2 separate regions of the Gossypium hirsutum genome follow, and region 2 is linked to region 1. A link is a contact called in public Hi-C data. All regions are on one chromosome and are shown on one strand. The core of a region is the stretch at or near the end of the contact, and the rest is flanking DNA. Distances in the headings are between cores, read along the strand shown. Region 1 holds the start of LOC107948946 (protein SCO1 homolog 1, mitochondrial). Region 2 holds the start of LOC107899563 (transcription factor bHLH140).

Evidence for each region. A called contact is a pair of places that touch in the nucleus more often than the background predicts.
Region 2: a contact with region 1 is called in a Hi-C map of leaf, with 2.5 times the contacts expected there. The contact joins the promoter of LOC107899563 here to the promoter of LOC107948946 in region 1. A contact is called at or near these places in 2 of 34 Hi-C or Micro-C datasets (callus and leaf).

What each region holds. Positions count from the first base shown.
Region 1 is chrA04:77,592,275-77,599,536 of Gossypium_hirsutum_v2.1, forward strand. LOC107948946 (protein SCO1 homolog 1, mitochondrial) reads left to right here and starts at 5,510. Exons shown (of 7, transcript XM_016883621.2): 1 at 5,510-5,836; 2 at 5,929-6,117; 3 at 6,233-6,323; 4 at 6,711-6,923; 5 at 7,144-7,233. The coding sequence starts at 5,684. LOC121203000 reads left to right here and starts at 2,244. Exons shown (of 6, transcript XM_041111412.1): 1 at 2,244-2,614; 2 at 2,776-2,871; 3 at 3,668-3,729; 4 at 3,860-3,918; 5 at 4,006-4,059; 6 at 4,449-4,684. The coding sequence starts at 2,792. The coding sequence ends at 4,017.
Region 2 is chrA04:78,135,388-78,143,163 of Gossypium_hirsutum_v2.1, forward strand. It overlaps LOC107899563 (transcription factor bHLH140), which reads right to left and starts at 2,400. Exons shown (of 6, transcript XM_016825317.2): 1 at 2,186-2,400; 2 at 1,948-2,075; 3 at 860-1,785; 4 at 1-304. The coding sequence starts at 2,222. LOC121228170 (a long non-coding RNA gene) reads right to left here and starts at 4,362. Exons shown (of 2, transcript XR_005925700.1): 1 at 3,912-4,362; 2 at 3,519-3,814. LOC121228171 (a long non-coding RNA gene) reads left to right here and starts at 4,863. Exons shown (of 2, transcript XR_005925701.1): 1 at 4,863-5,403; 2 at 5,633-5,983.

The DNA.
Region 1 (7,262 bases), core at 4,260-6,759:
TTTTTTTTCGTCCTTCATTTTCTATTTTTTAATAAATGGCCCAATTTTTTTACTTTTTACGTAAATGACCCAATATGTTTATGCTTTTTCTTCTCCACCCCAACAATCTCTATTTTCAAATATAGTGATCTGCTTCTTCTTCTTCACTAACACAAATATGCTCAACTTTAAAAAAAATGCAGTTTTCATTTTCCATTTTCCACGAAAGAGAGATGATGGTCAACATTAAACATCATCATCATCCATTAACTACTGTAGGTTTAGACCTTACATGGGTATAACCAACAAGATCCATTAACTGACAAATGAGTTTCCATTTCAATACAAACCATATGTACTCAACAAAACACTCACAATCAGATACTTACCAAACATCACCATGGTAGTAAACCAATAAAAAGTTTTAAGACAAAAGGTAATAAAGAAAACAAAAATCCCATAGAGAAAAAGAAATGGAAATAGCAACAATTGCATCGTTTTATCCCTAAACCATGGCAGATTCTAAGTCCAAAGCATCTAGTACAAAGAAGAAGAAATAAAGATGACCTGAGAAGAGATTAGATGGTGCATTTGGCTGGATATGGCGAAGAAAAGCTCTCGACCGTTCTCACCACTGGAACCTTTCTTTGTGAAGCTTGCCTCACCGTCGTCACCGCGATCCATGACTTTTTTTTCTTTTCTCGATTCCTGGCTCAGTCACAAATCTCAAATTTTTTCTCTTCTCCTCATCCTTTTTCCTTCTTCTTTTTCTTCTTCTTTTATCGCCCAGCCTAACTAGGGTTTTAATTTGGGGTCGTTTACATAGTAGAATGGCATGCCACTTTTCCGTTACGTTTATAATGAAAAATGGTTAAAAGGTCTGTTTTGTTATTTTTCAAAAGTTGAGTGACTGAATTGAAACCAAAGTGACTATTTTGTCAGCTACCCTAAAGTTGAATGACTATTGGTGTAATTTACCCCCCAAAACAAACAACCCTCTTCAATTTATAGGCATAGTATTTTTTTTTCAAAAATGTTGATCAAAGTTGTTCATGTATATGTTGTTTTATATGTACTCTATGTCAAATTTGAAATGACATTTATTGCCTAAATTTATGGGCAAGACCTATCATATTTTTATGACTTAATTAATACAAAATTGATCACTTGCCTATCAACATGAATACTATAACATGCTTCAAACCATATCAACCCCACTTATTGACACCCTATCATTAGATGCTTCACAGTTTCCTTCACCATATGACACAAATCACAAATAGGGAATCTTTACACCTTCTCTTCACATATTAATATTAGTTGGGATGGTGTTACTACATAATATACGCATTCTTAGGATGAACTTACTATTGAATCGTACCAATTGATATGATTCACAGCTAACCTTTTTTACATAGGGTCCTTCCCAATTCGTCATTATCTTGTCTTTTAGTATTTTTTTGCTAATGGCCTTTACGTGCCTCAAATTCATGTATGAGCTGGGCATTTTATTGCAATGTTCCTTGATGTCGTTGGAACTATTCTTGAAGGAGCTTGAGTTGCTTCGGTAGTTTTGTATATTGTTGGCTCGCATTCATATTGTTTTGGATGGAGGAATGGTCAGTTAGTGGCAATAGGGGTAGGGGGTTATTTGCAAGTTGCAACTTGAGGTTCATATTGATTTAGGTAGCTATGGTAGTACTAAGGCTGAGGTTGCGTGTAAATTTGCTAGTGATACTATTGGTAGGCTAGATGGGTGGTGTTGTACGAATATCCCTCGTGATGACTAGGTTGACCATAGTGGTTATAGGCAAAATATTGCTGGTATCCTGACCTCATAGGGCATTGGTAGTAAGGCTTTATTTTTATAGGTTTGAAGATTTAATGTGGGTCTTTCAAAAATGATCACTTTAGCTTACAAGTCTAATTTTAAGATTATGGATATCTTTTTTTTTTTTAACATTAATTTCATTAAGGTTCTTATCATAACTGCTCTTTTTGATACTATGCCTAGAACTACTCATAACCCCTCCCCAACCCTTAAATAGGAAGATAATGCACTTCAACGTACTCAAACTCATGACCTTCTGCATTGACAATAATGCCAATGCCAATCGAACTAAGACTCAATTGACAAAATTATGGGTATCTCATTTAGATTTGATTGACTTTTAAAGTTATAAGATATGACACGAGACATTATTAATTTTTAAAAGATGAATGAGGTAAATTTATGTACAAGTGACCTTGCTTGAATTGGAGGAGTTGCGTCTCGATCCTTTGTCCGGGAATATGTATCAAACTTGTAATTTCCCTTGTAAAAGAATATATAAAATTTCTTGATTGTTGAAAATAGAATTCTATAAATCCAACAAGACAAAGAAAAAGAATTGGAAAGGCCCAAGGAGCTAAACTTTTCGTTTAGACAACAAAAAAGTTTTCTGGCCTGTTAATCGCCATGGTCCATCAAAGCCCCTGAGCCCTGACCCAGCTTCAACCCCACAACTCAGAAGGACACTCGTGCGGTCCTGCCTGCGCCTGATATAAACGAAACTCAAGCCTCCTTAACAGAGATCAGGTAGCTTCGAGAAACAAAGGAGCCTGCTACATCGTCTTCATCGTTTTCATTTGCCAGGTAAAACTCCTCTTTATCATCATAAGTCCTAGCGTTAATTCTTTTTTAACCTTTTATATAATTACATAATGATTGTTTTGTTGTCTAACAAAAATATTAGGGTTTTTTTGACTTCGGGCTTTTTGATCTGATATTTGTTTTTATTTTAATTTTTTTATCAGATTTTGGGAACTGATCATGGCTGGAGGAGGAAATTTCATGCACAGAGTTATATCTTATGTCGTCAATGAGCTTGTCGTTGATAGACTTGCAAATAGGTACCTTTTTTTCTCTGGTTTATTTTTCATTATTTTCCATTGATTTTTTTTCCTTATTGATTTATTTTTCTAGAATAAGAAAAAAAATCAAAATATTTTCTCGAGATCAGAAAGGTTGAATATTTGTTCGTGTAATTCTAAAGACTTGAAAATAGCTTGTTGTTTGTTAACTATTTATGGAAGCTTCTTTCTCTGGCTGCTGGGACTGCTCTGTTTCCCATCAGTTCGTTCACTTGAAGCAAAAGTGCCTCAATTCTCAAATCACACACACACACACACACATCGATAGTGCAACATGCCTTGCATTATGGATTAAGGAGGTTTGAGAAGATTTTTACCTCAAAATCAGCCCCCTTTCCCTTTTTGGTACAAATTTATTTGAAATGATATTGACTTTTTGTTTAATATATCTTTTCAAATGCTTGAGACCAAATTTTGTTTTTAAAGTTTGTGAATCATCTAGGAAAAGGATTCCGAAATTTGGTTTGCTTCGATAGAGTTGTTAATGTTAGGCATATGCTATCTCCAGTGTAAAATATCTGGAACTGGATTTTTTTGTTGGGGGGGGGATTGAGAAAATTTTCATATGAACAAAATAAATAATTGAACATTGAAGTTTGATCTTTAATAGCCGGTGGAAAGTTTTCTCATAGTTTTAGGCAATCTGAGTTCTTTTTCCTTTTAGTTTCATTGATTGTTTGTTTGCTTACATTAATCATTGCTCTATGATTCCTTCGAGGACCAACCTTTGTTTCTTTTTTATCTTCTTTGGTTTTTTATGTTTTTTATTTTTCAGCCCTGCATTCCAAAGATTTGCTGTGAGGACATCAAAGAGGATAGAAGATATCTCCAGTATGGGTATGTGCATGTCTCGTCCTGTTACTATGATCTTTTTCTAAATTCTGTGTGTGAATTTAACCTGCTATTATCCTACAAAAAGCCAACGAAAGACCTTGCTGATGTTAATTGCCGGCTTTGGTGCATGCAGCTGAGAAGAAGAGGCAAGAACTCGCTGAACAAATGAAAGAAATCTCGAAAAACATGGAGGTTGGCTGTAATTATTTAACTTGATATTAAAACTTTACCTTTGGTGGATATTTTATTGTTTCTAACCACATATTGTTTTCCTTGCAGTCTAAAAACTAATGATCGTATTCGTACAACTGCTCTGACCCTCTCGTAGTTTTGGTAATCTCTAGCTTATGTACTGCTATATGAATCCATTTTCTGAAATAGAGGGGCGTAATTTGGCACCTCTAATCCACTGGTTATGGTACTGCTGCATGTATTTCAAAGGTGGTTTATTCTCTTCCAATTGGATAATGTAGGAGAAGTTTTCTTTTTGAATATGCAATGATACATATATATATCCCATTTATAATGAGTGATATTGACAAGCTGGTGGTAGTATTATGTTACATGGAACTCGTTGTGATTTTGGATAGTGGCATTTGCTCGTTTCATTCGGTCTTGATGTTTATATACTTTTCCAGATGTTAAATTGATGAAATAAGAGGTTAAAATGTGTGGCTTGTGATTTAAGGTAAGTTCAAAGTCAAATGAACTCTCTCTTGCAGTGCTGGTTGAAGATGTTTGTTCATCATAGGCAAAAGATGTGAGCATCAATGATCATCTCTCCCTATAAACATTTTTGGTAACCACCATTGACTTCCAAGAGATTTTCAGACAAAATAATTCAATTTTATTGTGTTTCGGGTTTCGACTTGATTCAATTGTATGGGATGATGCAAATTGGGTTCGGAGGCGTGGTTGTAGCTGGGTCTTTAATTAAAATTTTCGTGTTTGGATTGAATTAATGTTTGCAGAATTCGGTTGGATTGATTGGTTGAGTTGGTTTTTTTGGTTTTATTAAAAAAGATAAAAATAAAAATATTAAAAAAAATTGATTTCATGTCAGTAGATTTCACGTTCTATTGATTGGATTGGCCTCATCAATCCACACAATTATATCTCTCAACTACTGGTATTTTTTTGTCAATTAATTATAAAAATGTACGAAATTATCATTCAATTATTAAATTTTATCTTTTTTTATTAATAATTATAGATTTTGAAATTTTCATAAAATAACTTTATACTTTAAAATTTTTATGTTGTGTAAATTTAATCTTGATTTTGAAATAATATTTACATATTGTGTAATTTAAATTTTTTTAATAATCTTATTATTCTTTAAGATTTTTTTACTTAAAAAGTTTTAAAAAAATTTATTAGTGTTGAAAATATAAAAAATAAAATGAAAAACATTCAAAAATTCATGATAATAATTTTCATCTTTTCTTCTTTTTAAAAATAACATTCAAAGTTAAGAATTAAAATTAAAATTACATAATTTATAAATATTGATAGTTAAAATTATTATTATGTTAATTTTTAAAGTGGCCACCGTTGACCAGCTAATAAAAAAAAGATAAAATTAAATAACCTAATACTTATTTTGTAATTTTTTATAATTAATTAACTAAAAATAATTAAATAGTTAGTAATATAATTTACCCTTCTAATAAGAACTATCAATTTATAAAAATATAAATCAAGGTCTGTGGTAGTATTTGATTAACCATTATTATTTTTAAAGCTCTGAAAAAAAATCATAAAAAAACACATGGACATAGGCTGTGGGGCTTGGATTCTACTCCAAATCTTCCCAAAGTAGCCCAATACAGCAGGAAATGTGGAGTTGAGATCTAATTAAAATGATGTCTAATTCCCTTTATTTGCAAAACCCCTGTTCCTTTCGTAGTACAGTAGGGTTTATCGAAACGCAAAAGTTGAAGACTGGAAAGATCCCATGGCTACTGCTATTTGGAGAAACGCATCTCGTTTACGAAGCTTTAATCGGTGTCTTTATGCCCGCAGTCTGAGCCAATTCAGATCCTCCATTCCATCTTCAACCATAACCCCCCACTCTCTTTGCGCTCCATCTCTCCCTTCCTTCCCTCCGGTTCGTTTCCCTCCTCATTTCTTTCTTCTCCTTTTGAAAGTTACCCAGAATATCCTTTCAATCTCTCATCTTTCTTTTTTGGTGGTTCACAGGTTATTCCTGTTGGAGCTGAATTCAAATCCTTGGGAATTTATGGAAGGTTTTTATCTAATTCCACCGCAACTCCTACCGAAAATCAAGAGAAATCGTCTTCGTCATCGAAAACCAATTCTGAAGAGACCCAAAACACTGGAGGTTCGCAGCAGAGCAGTGGTAGTGAAGGCAAGCCTGTTCGCGGCGGGGTACTTCAATTTTTATTCCCCTTTTTGGCTTCTTAATTTGTTCTCTTTCTGAAACTTCCCCTTTTTTTGGATTAAAAAGTTTCGAATCTTGTTTTGATTGGATTGGAATTTGCAGCCTGTTTCATGGTTGAGTTTTCTTTTGCTGCTTGCCACTGGAATCGGTATTATTTTTTACTACGACAATCTAAAGAAAAGACATATTGAAGGTACACTTCTATGGTGAGTTGTAAGTTATGTTAAAAGGTTTTGCATTGCTGGGAAAGAGAGCATCACAATAAACAGTTGAGTCTTTAAAAGTTATAACTTGCGACTTCGGGCATCGTTAATGTCATAGTTCCATGGTTCTACAATATGCAAGATAGTCTTTTAAAAGTTGTAACTTGCAAGTTTGGGCATCACAATGTGTTTTTTAGGCTTTATTTAAGAGTAGCAGTGTTGTCAAAATGAATTGAACTTTGGCAGAAAAGAGTTCTTATGGTTCAGCTAGGCGATGAATGAAATGTCTCCAATTTTCAATTACTAATTACTAGTATCATATCACTTTTTCTTTTTCTGCTCGTATTGGTTGAAGACTTGAAGTTTTACTACTGCAGAAATTAGTAATGCTTCAAAGGCTGTGAAAGAAGGACCATCAGCTGGAAAAGCAGCCATCGGGGGTCCATTTAGTCTTGTAAATCATGACGGTAAACGTGTTACTGAGAAAGACTTTAAGGGGAAGTGGACTTTGGTTTATTTTGGCTTCACTCACTGTCCAGATATCTGCCCAGATGAGCTGCTAAAGCTAGCTGCTGCTATTGACAAAATAAGTAAGTTGCTGATAGTTTCACTTGGCCAGAAAATAAAATTATGAATTGTATGTTTAGTTATTTAAAAACTTGCATATCATCAAAGAAACTAATGTGATTCTTTATTTATAATGAAACTAGAATATGAGACAAGAATTTGTCAGGCTAGAAACAACTCAAGTGATCCATTTGTAGTAACTTCAATTTCTATTTGGTGTCTTCTTTTGTTTTCACTTCTTAGAGGAAAAGGCTGGAATAGACATTGTGCCCGTATTTATCTCTGTTGATCCTGAAAGAGATACTGTTGAGCAAGTACGTGAATATGTGAAAGGTACTTCATAGTATTTTTTTGAAGTATTT
Region 2 (7,776 bases), core at 1,150-3,649, 540 kb after region 1:
GGTATTTGCTATGGATAAAAACCCTTTGAACAGTGATGAGTAAGCATCCCCAAGAACTTTGCAACCATTAACATAGTCATTGTCTAGACAATTTGGTCTACGTGGGTTCATATTTGGCCCAAGAACATGTATCACATGGGTCACCCCTTCCTTAGAATACAAAGGAGAAGTTGATGGCAGAGGGACAACAAGGGCATTCCCGGGAAGAAGAGATCTAGCCTGCTCCTTGGTTGCAGCCTCCAGGGCAGGACCAGCAGCATTGAAAATTGCGGCATTTACGCCTCCACCTCCAGGCTTCAGACGCCTGAACAAAATAATCTCTTGGTTTACATTTATAGAAAAAAAAAATATGTATAATCTGTGAGAAGTATTATGTTTCACGTTACTGGAAAGCAGGTATGATATGCATTCACACTTGACAGAAATACTTCCATAGCTATTGGATATCTGATCTAACTATTTGTGAGATCCTAAAGTAGGAAGATTAAAGATTCCATTTCAGACAGAATAAACTTGCCGGAAGGTTTTTTATGGTCCAAAATCAAGTTAGACAAATTGTTTCATACCTTGATTTCAGACATTGGTATGCTCATAGTTAACATCATCAAGGTAGACAGAATGAACTTCCACAACATTATAGTTAAAACCGGTGACTGATCTTTCCTCATAGATATTATTAATTCTGGAGGATAAGCTCTACAGCATTAGTGCACATGGTGTTCTATATCAGCGAACCCGAAGGACGCAGAAAGATGAAAAATAACTACCAGCAAAGTTCCTCTGCCTAAAAGTTACTATTGTACTTGTTCACTTAGCTACCAGATATTAGAAAAGTATGTTATATATACAAAAGGCTTACCAGTTGGCAGCATTAGCTATTACATTGCAGCACAAACCTCCCTTTGTATAAAGTTGACATATATCTCCTATAAATGTAAAGAACCTTTTGGAGTCGATCTTCTTTTCTGCTGCTTTAGCCCTAACCAAAGACAAAATCTTTGATCTCTCAGTCAAGTCCACTAAAACAAGCCTGGCATTACCGAGCTTATCCATGAATTCCTCTACTTTCCCAACAATAACATCAGATGCCTTCTCAAGGTCAAATTGGAAATCTGCTGTAGAAATAGATGGAAATGCCAGAGTTGGAATATCAGATTCATCCTGACTAATAGAACCTGGCGCCATGTCTTCACTGACCTTTATCTTCTGACTAGCCATGCCTGACGATGATGAAACAGTTTCTTGTGTTTTGCCGCATGGACCCTTATCCTCAGTAAGTTGAGAAGGGACAGAATCCCGAGTATTAGTTTCATGGGGTCGTTTTAAGAACCTCATTATACCAAGTTGAGTTTTGGCATTGGGATCCTTCTGACCAAAACAGCCATGTGGAAGAGTGTCCAAAGGACCGACTGCTGTGTAGGTTTTAATAGCAGCATCAACATCAGTCTCGTTCCGGCAAAAAGTGATCCGAGAAAACCCTTCACTCAGCTTAGGCAATTCTTTGTTTTGCAGCATTCTATTCACAACTGCTGCAGCTTTTCCACCTTGCAGATTTCCCTCATGCCCAGTGCGTTTGACTATAGGGGATACAGAAAGCTTGGCGGGGAGATCAAGCACAACAGCATGCACTTCCACTTCTGGACCACCAAGATTTACAAAATCAACCCGCTGCTCTTTATCTAAGTTGCATCTATCAATAAATACACTCTTGCCCTCTTTCAATGAAGCGGCTGCACTCTTTAAGCACTGTGGCTTTGTCCCACTTTTTCCATTATTAATAGTATCCTGCAAGCGTAAATAAATCAATCTTTTCTTTAACATTTAAAACACCTCACTTGCTAGCAGCTCCAATTCATTGTTCTTAAAATAGAAGGATCAAGAGTCAAAACATCACATAAATTTCCACTCAAAACACCGGATTTCCATTAACGAGAGAAAGAGAGAAACCTGGCAGACGCGAACCCAGGGACGTGAAGAGGCCAGCATTACGTTCTCGCAAAAAGTGGACTTGCCGCTTCCTGGTGCGCCCACCAAAATCGCCACGATTGGCTTCCCCTTTGCCTTTCCTTCTTCATCTTTTTCAAAGAAGAGAAGGGCGCACACACGGAGAAGTTTAGTAACGAGTACGATGATACAACCTGAGAATAGGATCGAATCATAGGACCAGGAAAAGGGGAATACCTACCTTTGGGTTTACAGGCGCCATCGATGTCCATTTCCATTGTTGTAAGTAATTTCCAAGCACTGTTCGATTATGATGGAAATGCCGAGGCTTGTCTTACAAGCTTCAAGTGCGATAGCCGATCGGCATAGTATCTATGGGTAGAAGGTAAGTACATTTTATAGCTATGATTTAAGAACCCCTCCCGGTCTCTGTTCGGTTACCGGGAAATGGACCTCTTTCCGCGTCAAGGCCCAAGGGGGAAGCCTTTCTAAGGGAACAAAATCCTTATTTATTTATAATTCTCCTATGTTGGTTTAATTGTTTATATTTAAGGTTACTCTCCTTCCAACAACATCATCTCGAGAAGATGATTTTGTATAGATAAAATTTAAAACGAAATTATGTTTAAGAATCTAATTTGGAATTTGCTACTCGAAATTTAGTTTGAATTTGATGGAATACCATATGATCTATAAACTCAAAACTCGTTTTGAAATAAAATTGAACTCATTTACACAAGCTAATTTATTTTTGGGTAAATTAATAGTTTAATTAAAAATATAAAAAATTCATTTATTGATAAATTAATTTAAGAATGCTGAGAAAAAAATAAAAAAAAAAGTTAAAATTTTAAACTTATGAAAAAAATACTTTTTGACCAACTTTCTAAAAACATAATTTATTTAAGAATACTTTTATCTCAAACTAAGCCTAAATTTAAAAATAACTTGATCCAATTCTTAAAGATACTTAAACTCAATTCATTTGAGCTCGAGCTAAACTATAAATTAGATCTCGAACTTGAAATGATCCAATGAGATCCATGTTTCATTTCCACCTTTCTCATGTATCCATTTTTTTTCTTTAGCAAACCTGGCAGCTCCCTTAGTCCCCTATCTATAGAAAATTCAGAGCATTTACACACAGCTTCCCCCTTCTATAAGAAAAAGAATCGAGGTTGGGAACAACAATGAAAGCCGCAATGGGAAACTTGACCATGGAATCAAAATTTACAGAGTAGGAAACAACCCTAATTTTTGAGATGCCAATAAAGAGTCTTTGGTAGATTATTAACTTAATTGTAAGGTGCCCATGCAAACATACTGACATTGAAATTTAAAGGAATGCATCTTTGTTGCATGAAATTCGTTGGTAATTAGCATACCATTTACTGCCACTGCTGCTGCTTTCTGTATTTCTGATTCATCTGTTTCAGTCTCCCAATCATCTTAACATTTTAGCTCTCGCTAGTTTACCCACGAAAACAAGTCGATTTACTAGGGTTCTTTTTACTATATTGGAGACTAGCAGAGAAATTTTTTTATTATATTGGAGACTAGAAGAGAAATTCAAATTAAAATCCAATCTTAAAATCTGCTGCTTTTTGCAATTCACTGTTCTCAACAATGATACATGATCCCACAGTCGGATTAGCACCAACTTGAAAGACAATAGAAACCCAAGACAAAAAAGAAGCTTAAAACTGAAATAAAAATGGCAGATAACTAAGTGGACCCTAAAAGTACACCGATATTAGCTAAGACATTGTGAAACCTCGTATAACAGAGGGGCTGATGGTTCTGTCTACTTGGATCTCTGTCTCATCTTTCGGCGCTTCCTCTTCAGTCTTCTCATGCGCTTCTTCTTCCACTGTTACATATCATGTAAGATGCCATAAATGAAACATCATTCAAAGATCTATTGTATAAATAAGAACAAATTAAGACAAAAAGGAAAACAGCATTACCTTGGCTCTCATGGTGATAGGATAAAAGGAAACTTGATGCCGCTTTCTCGGTTATTCGTTGAACCCTAGCCGGATGCAGAGGCGGCAATCAATTGCTGGCAAGGATTTCTACCATCTACACCATTTATATATATAACTTATAAAGCCCTAGCAGGAAGAGATACCGACCCGATCCAGAGTCAACAATATTGGATTACTTGAACTTGGGCCAACGATTAGAAAATAATTTATTTCCAAATGATAAAGGTTTCCCTGAAAGAGAAAGGAATAGGTTTAGAAGAACATATATTGCTCCAAATTGTTATTTACTAATTAAAAATATTTTTTATTTAAATTTAATTTTTAAATTATATTAAATAAATAGTGAATTTGGGTTAAGGGTCGAAACGAATTTGATAAAAAAGAGTGGTAAAGCTCATTAGCTCTGTTTGTTTCAGTGGAGGCTAATCAAATGCAGGTGAAATTTAATTCCAGCAGGGCAGCTCAATGGTTTTGCATATGATTTGCCATGATATATACAGTATGGATGGCAATCGGTCGGGTAGTACGCATATAAGGGGGAGCTATAACAATTTTTTTAGGGGTTAATGAAATTTTAATATTTTATAGTCTATATTTTTATAATTTTTAAAAGATTAAATCTAATTTTTATCATTTTAAAGGAGTCAAACTGTAATTTTATCTTTACTAATTTAAATTAAAAAAATTAAAGGTCTAAATAACAATTTTGTATTTTAGGGGGATCGGAGCCCCTACCAACCCCCTATGGATATTGTTATATTAATTACCTTTTCATAATTGGATGTACAATCTTGAAATTTATTATCACTTCCATAAATATTGGATGCATTACTATTTATTTTTATTTTTTTCAATAGTTTTATAGTCAAGTATTTAAACATAATTCTGCAAAAGATATGTAGTGGACCAGGTAGGAGTTGATACGAGCAACCCAACCCAATTCGAGGTCCATGATGGAGATGGACTTAGTTTTTTAAAGCCCAATTACAAGATTCAAATCCAAGTTTGCCAGGAAAACATTTTCCATCTTCCTCCACTCTTACCAATTTGGTTCCTCCTTCTTTCGTTCTTCATCTGTCCCTTCCTGAATCTCAATCAACGTAAGTTTTTTATGCTTTTTATTTTCTGTATTTCATCTGTCTGTTGAAGAATCTTCTTCTTCTTCTTCTTCTTCCTTTTTTATGCTTTTTTTTATGCTTTATTTAAAATCTGTTTGTTTCTGGGTTTTGCATCGTTAGCTTATTCTTTTTCTTGTTTTTATTTTGAAATTTTGGAATTCATTTAACTGTTGCAAATAATTTCGTAATCATTTTTCTTGCTTATTTTTCGAATCTCGTTTTTGTTGATCTGGTTCGAGAGGGGGAGAGGCGGGGGATTTTTGTGGAAGCTTTGTCGCTAAACTTGAGAATTAATTGATATGAGTAACGACTTTCAAGAACCCAGGTCAAAAGAAAATGATGGCTATTCGAAGGTTTCTACAGTTTTAAATCCTATTTCTTCTGAAAATTTTGTTAGTAAAATATCTCCATAGAATTCACTGCAAAGCAAGGCCAGTGAAGGCAGCATTTTGAATATTCATATTGAATATGCTTGTTTTATAAATTATATGACCATAATTTCTTTCCGTTTATCTATATTTTCAGCGTTTTATTTTACTAAGGAACTGACACAACATAGCATGTTCTGTGGCTTAATTGTAGACTGCTCAATCTACCTCTCGAAGCTAATTGTTGCTAATGAGAATATCTTAGAAAAGAAGCATGATTTTTACTCTACCAAACAAAATGAGGATTTTGCTGCTTTGGAGCAGGTAGTCACATTTTCTATTATTGGGGTGCCTGTGTCCAGGTTTCTAATAATTATTGTGTTTTATAGTTCATCTCTTGGGCAAGTTATACTACTTGTAATAACAATTTCCTTACTAACACAAATAAACATTTTTTGAAGTGTACTTTTTGATGTATTAGAAATATGCCATTATAAGTATCCATGGTTATATGTAACTCATCTGATGCAATTTGACATTCCATAATATAAGCAATTTATTACTAGTTTATGTTGTTCTATCCATAAGAACCATGATATAATGGATGAGTATATTTACATCCTTAGATCTATGTCTTGTGTTTGCCATCTTGTCTTTTGGTGTGCATGAGTTAGATCCAGGCTTTGTTTGGTTTGGATATAAGAGGCAAGGCAAGGATAAAGAGACTCTTGGGCATTTTAGTGATAATGCACTGTTTGTATTTCAAGCCTAATGTCATGTTGGTTTCTTAAGATAAGCCAATACTAATTGTTGGTCAAAGAACTCGAAGAAGCTGTTGAAATGAAAACATTGTTGTATGTTCTGAAGGTCCTAAGAAGATCACACAAATAATTTGATGTAGAAAACTATAATTTTAAGTATATACATGTTAAGTTTAATTTGACTTCAAAATTTTTCTTAAGGTTGAAGATATTGATACTTGAATGTGGTGTAATATTAGTTATGCACTTGGGCAATGTTGTTGTTATCATGTGGTGTATTACTAATTATGCATTTGGATAATATTATTAATTTCTAGTATTAATTGTGGTTTGGAAGCTAATTTATAATTCTTCAATCATTGTTTTTTTGTTTTTTTATAACACAATTACAAATAATTTATTTGACTTTGGTTGTTTTCAATTTATGACTGTTAATATTCTAGCTTAATAATTGAGTATTATTACATATTTAATTTGATTTATTTAATCATTGCAATATATGTAAAAACAATTTAAAATATAAATTTATTAATATATATATAATAAACTCAAATAAACAATGAAACAGACCCTTTATAAAATATTTTTCAAGAAATCTGCCAAATAACAGAAAATATTTTACACAGATTCATCCAAACACCAGAAAAGTAAATCATTTTCTAGAAAGTATTTTCCGGAAAATATTTTACTAGCAAACAAACGGAGCCCAAAACTCAATTTATTTGTTTAAGACTTTATCACAAAATAAATTCGAGAAGAAGAATTCAAGCTTCAAAATAATGGACTTTGGAGTTCAATATGGAGCAATGATAAATTAAAAAGGCCTAATTTTATTTGTGAACTTAAAATCTCAATTCATGATAATAAGCCCATGTGGAAGATGATAACAAGTTTAGACATTACACTTCAAGGATCCTAATCAAGCCTACATGCCTAGCAATGTTATAATCAGTCGATTTGCGGTGCATTTTTGAAAGGGATCCGGGCATTTTTAGGTTAATATGTCTTAATATTGAACGAATATTTTTCTCTTAGTTTCGCAATGCACTTTGAATCACTCGATTTCGAGTTCAATAACTCAAATTATGATCGTTTTAGTGAAGACTATGTGAGTAGAAATTTTGGATGAGATTGTTATTAAAAATTATGAGTTTTAGGCTTTAATTCAAATTTAAATGATATTGCGTTCGAATTTTAGGCTTAATTTTTATTATATATGAGCCAAATATTGTATTTATTAGGTTTTATTATTTTATTATTCATTTATTCTGAATTTTAAAATATTTTTTTAAGTATTTTAAGTTGTTTAGGAGTTAGTTTAAAACTATATTTTTTTTAGATTAATTTGAGTTTTATTATAGTTGAGAGTTTTATTTGGATATAATTTACTAACCCATATAAAGATTAATAAAATTTTTAATTTTGAGAGTTAGTTTCTTTTGTACAATATTGTTTTCTTTTGATTTTTTAGATGCAATTTTCTTCTCAATAAGTCATGAGAATTCATTTTTTTATTTTTCAATCTGCCAAAGATTATTTATGGGAGGATTGATTAGAGCCCCTAATTGGGTTTATATCTCATATGGTTCAATTGAAC